2 separate regions of the Gossypium arboreum genome follow, and region 2 is linked to region 1. Evidence: chromatin contacts called from public Hi-C data. All regions are on one chromosome and are shown on one strand. The core of a region is the stretch at or near the end of the contact, and the rest is flanking DNA. Distances in the headings are between cores, read along the strand shown. Region 1 holds the start of LOC108480698. Region 2 holds the start of LOC108483705 (B3 domain-containing protein Os11g0197600-like).

Region 1 (2,700 bases), core at 114-2,613:
GAGCTGTCAATCATATGTGCAAGCTTTCTTCAGCGAAATGGGAACATTGAGTTTCTTAGGATCGAAAGTTACGTCACATTCGATTTTCTTGTAAAACTTCTGCTTCACCAGTTTTCCCAACACATAAGCTCTGGATCGGACAACGAAGCTGAGTTTAAGTGAAACTGGCAGTGATGTTGTCCCTGTTGAACTGCTCAAACTTGCTCCACTCCCGTACAAAGGAACCTTGTTTCCCATCACTATTACAGTCAAAGACCTTTGGCTCTTTCTTGACTGATGAAATTTCTTCATCTGAAACACCAAATGTTAAACAAAATTTAGAGGTTTTTTTAATGAAATGGAAACTATTATTAGTTTTGGACTTCTGAAGTGGACTTACGGTTCCTGAAGCAATGGTGATTTGAGCAAATGATAGATCCAGAGGTGTTGATGTGACATGGACACCGAAAAATGTTCCAGTGTTACGATAAATCATCTTCACTGTGGAATTCATGGTGATCATATCAGTTGCCACACCTGTGAAATCTGAACCTGCTTGAATCTTGAATTGCTCAAATCTTATACTCTGCAATATGAAATAGAACCAATCAAACATAACCCATTGCTGGAAATGAAGAAGAGAATCAAAAGCAAATTACCTTCATTGTGATCTTGGGTTTTTGAGGCCTGCTAGCTCCCCACAGAATCAAAGAAAATAAAGAGAAGAGAAGAAAGAAGCCAACAAAGAAAGCTAGAACATAGCATCTTCGAGGGAGTCCTTGCTCACGTTCTTCATCTTCAAGGAGGCCTTCTTCTTCGATCACATCACATTCTTTCCACTGCTTATTCCCCTTCCGATGAGCTCCCCTTAACGGAGCGTCGTTAGGCGAGATCTTGCGGGATCCAGGTTTAAGCGACCCTGAAAACCGACTGGATGAAGACTCACGAGAGTGGCGGCCCATGGAGGAATGGGAATGGGGAGGTGACCCCATGGGGCTGATAACCGGCGTGGAATGGAAGGAGGTTGTTGTCTTTTCTCCATCGTGAGAATCACGTGAAGGGCTCTGCACATAGTAAACTGGACGCCGCGGAGACCTGGTTGGGGATGATGGGGCGAGGCTTGTCACCTCTGAATCTGTCTTGGCGTGCATTTCCAACTTGTCGTGGAGTAGATGTTAGTACAAGTTCTGGGGGTATGTTTTATTCTACGGAATTGCGTGGGCTGTTTGATGGTGACTTTATTAAGGAGTTTTGATTGTGAACTGAAGTGTAGGATGACGAAAAAGAGGTATGTTTTTTATTAGAGGGGGAAAGCAGCGAGGAACTCGTTACCCGACAGCCTTGTTACAGTTGGCACCACCAAACAATTATTGTCCCTTATTACATTTTCATTTTTTGTGCTCGCCGCCTAGTAATAGCCCCCGTTTTTCTTTTTTTCAATAGGTTGTAATTTTCGTAAATTAATTTTGATTAAAATAATTTAATTTTTATTAATTTTGAAAGCAATGAAAATTTATTGCAATGTTAATGTTTCTATCAATCGAACATATTTTTATCGAAATAATAATAAATAAAATTTTAAATTTTAAATATTATGTTAATTTAATCTTTATTTAATAAATTTAATCGGTAACATTTACACATTTTATTAATATGATCATTATTTAACAAATTTAGTTATTAATATTTACACATCCCATCAACATTTAAGCAAAATATAAAAACATCAAGAGCTAAATTTGTTATTATATAAATTAAAATTATGTACGATTTTTAGAAAACATTGACGTCATTATTAATTGTTGTGAGCTGCTCGCTTTTGAATTAATAGAGATTAAATTACTCTAAAATTTTTAAAAGAACCAATTTACTTAATATCAAAATTGAGAGGAACCAATTTGCTCAATTTCAAAATTGAGAGAGTTAAGAAAATTATTTTTATCTTATCTTTTTTCTTTTATTTTTATTTTTTAACGATATACTTGAGTATTTGGTGGTAATATTAGATTCCATTCAAATTTAAAGTCAAGTTGAATGCGATCCTTAAGCAAGAGTAAAGTTCTTAGAACATTATTTTTCTCTCAGATGACTTGATCTCAAATTTTACTTAAAACAACATTAAATTTTAGGGTAAAGTACATAAATTATCACTAATGTATTGGTCACTTTCTATTTTAGTCACTGAAGTTTTATTTTTTTCTATTTTGGTAACTAAACTAATCAAAATCAAAATTTTTGGTCACCGAACGTTAACAATCGTTTGAAATTCGACAGGAGTCTTGATGTAGGTTTTTATTGGTATAATAATAAATTATATAAATCTATCAATTTTATCTAAAAATTATATAAAATATAAAACATTATTAAAATAATAAATTAATAAAATGATATTTCACTAAAATTATAAAGTATTTGCATAAGCCAATATTTCACTATTTTTTTAAACATATTGTTTTTATTTAATTTCTCAATTATTTTTTGAAGTTTTAATTTCTCAATTAATAATGCCATTTTCTTTGTTTTTCTAACATACCCATCACATCTAAAAAGCCTCATTGATGTAGAATAAAAAAAAAAACAAGCTTTAAATTAATGAATGAAAATTGAAATTGAAATTGAACAAAATAAATTGTTTGAAATTTTATGTAAATCACTTGATTCAACCAAACACTAAAATTTCAAACACATTATTTTTTTAACAATTTGATGAACAAAATTGAA
Region 2 (2,700 bases), core at 60-2,559, 260 kb after region 1:
CAATGTATATGAGCCACTGACATTGAATCTTTTCATAATTCTTACAAAAAAGGGGAAACATGAGTTAAAAGACTGAGCCACTTTCTTCTCTTCAAATTCTCCTATCATCTGTATACAGCCACTGCCATGAAGCTTCAAGTCATCTTCTTTGCCAGTTATTTTCAGAATGGTTCCATCTGTTTCAAGAGACCAGAGACTCTGTCAAGTGGAATTTATGTAATGTAAACCACCAGTGAAGTTCCAATAAGAATCAGAATGAACATCCACAAGCATGCATAATTACAAAGGCATGAAATATCTCACATTGAGTTTCTATGTAAAGCAAATTTAACACAAATAAGTGGTATCTACGCTAACATAAGATAATGAGAACTAAACAAGAATACACATACATTGATACCATAGTTCTTACTTAGTGTTTATTAAAACAAGTTTTTATTCTTACATCATAGAAAACTGCCAAATCAATGATAAAACAACAATTCATATACAAATCTCAAATGGGAGAGGTTGATTTCTTCACCATGATTTTCATCACAGGAAGTTAATCCTTGACAACTTGTAGTAGCAAGAATCAGCTCCCGCCCACAATGTTCTTCATCACGATCGGACTCAAAAGAACTCTGTCTGATTCTCTTTAACAACTCTTCACAATCTTGATCCAATGAAACATCATCCTCCTCCCTATATCTCTTCTGCCTCACAATTCCATGAAACACGCTACCAGCTTGACTGCATTTACAATGAAAAGCAACTTCTTTCTCGCAACTGCTTTGATCAAACACTTTGACATCGAAAACCAAGTCACCATCATACCTAAAAACCAAAATTTCACCGCATTCTAGGCTATGGTCTGCTACGAAATCAGCCCATCCTTCATCAAATAATAAGTCATCATTTCTTTGAACTAATTTAACATTCCAACTATACCCACTTGGTCCTTTTAACAAAACTGACCCAGAACCTCTTCCCTCCAAGTTTCTATTAAATCCCACTGGAATTCTCTGTTAAAATATCACCCATCACTCGAAGGTAAATAAAACTAACTAATCTAAAATGGAATTCATAACAATATTTACACTAAACCCTAATTTGAATAGGAAAAAAAAAGGTGTAGAATACCAGGCTGTTAGCACTTGAAGTAGAGGAGAAGACATTGAGAAAATGCGGTCGCCTCGGCTTCGACATCGCTGTTGCTGGCTTTGATATGCTTTACACTCATCGACAATGTTAATTCGGACCCATATTTTGAACCTTCTGAAGCGGAAGAGAGTTTTTTTTTTTTTTCTTAGAAACCTATTGTTTGGGTTGGGTTGTTATCTTATCCGAGTTGGATGCGGTTGTGTCACACGTATCTTTTTGACTCATTGATCAAAGCGAGTTTCTTTCAAACAATCATACCAGCGCGTTGAAATGACGCTGATTGTTATTAAGTGAAACCTGCCATGTCAGACGTGAGCGAGCTTTGGATCCAACACTATGCAATTTCTATAGTTGTTAAGGCCCAATTTATATATGTGCAGATTTATTAATTTAATTTTAGTAAATTTATTAATGTTCAAATTTAATTTCGATGTTCTTAACAAAGTTTTTCACCCCTATCAACCATAATTGGAGTGTCATAGTTTTATTTTTTTTCATTTCTATAAAAAAAATTATTTTAACCATCTAAAATGGATGAAAGTATCAGTATTTGTTAATTTTACTTACGAGACATCCACGTGGATTATTACATATATGTTATATTAACAATTAATTAAACTTTTTAAGATTAAAAATATTAAAAATATTTTTTAAATTTTAAATGACTAATTAATTGATAATGTGACATCTACATAACAACTCTCGTATATATCATGTCAAGAAAGTTAACAAATACTAATATTTTTATTTATTTTAAGATGATTTGACAAACAAAACAAATTTAAAATTAAAATGATAAAAAATATATCAAAATTTTTTTATAAAATTGGAATGTCAAATAAATTATTATTTATTTTTTAATTATAAAATTTTATTAATATGGCTTTCATTCAAAAAAAAAAAAAATCTTACTAGCTAGAGGTGTTTATAATGGCTTACGCCACAGGATTAACTCAAGAATACAGACAATGCATGATCCATTACTCATTTTTAGTACCATGGCATGGAACTTATAGTGTTACGGATACCAATTCTCGTATAAGAGGCAACCGAGAAGTTAACTCTTTATAAATCCTTTCATCACTATTATAGCATATCAGTGAGTGACTAGTAACGGATTACCAACAAAAAAAACATGTAAAAAGCAACCACTCAGAACGACGGATTTCTAACAAAAATGTGACAGGAATCATATTCTGTCACAATTACGGTCACAATATTTTGATATTATCTCTCAACAACCCATTGTAACAGAAATTCCCGTTACAAATTGAAATTATACATAATGACAAATTTTGTAACAGACTTGTGACGGATTTAATTAATTAAATTATTTTTTAAAAGCAATTTTTAATTGACTTACATATTTAATTAATTACTTTTAAAATAAATTTATAAATTTATTTTAAAAATCATATATAATATAACAACATAAATAGATTATATATACGATTAGTGGTGCACTCTTTTTTTCATTTAATTTTTATAATTATAATTAAATATATTTTAAAGTGCAAATGATCGTGTCTTAATTTTTTCATTTGATTGTGTCTTAAT

What was found. A called contact is a pair of places that touch in the nucleus more often than the background predicts.
Region 2: a contact with region 1 is called in a Hi-C map of leaf, with 3 times the contacts expected there. The contact joins the promoter of LOC108483705 here to the promoter of LOC108480698 in region 1. A contact is called at or near these places in 2 of 5 Hi-C or Micro-C datasets (both in leaf).

Annotation. Positions count from the first base shown.
Region 1 is chr3:87,161,781-87,164,480 of ASM2569848v2, forward strand. LOC108480698 reads right to left here and starts at 1,364. Exons shown (of 3, transcript XM_017783775.2): 1 at 639-1,364; 2 at 380-565; 3 at 1-291. The coding sequence starts at 1,130. The coding sequence ends at 7.
Region 2 is chr3:87,422,817-87,425,516 of ASM2569848v2, forward strand. LOC108483705 (B3 domain-containing protein Os11g0197600-like) reads right to left here and starts at 1,310. Exons shown (of 7, transcript XM_017787259.2): 1 at 1,123-1,310; 2 at 524-1,004; 3 at 1-176. The coding sequence starts at 1,188.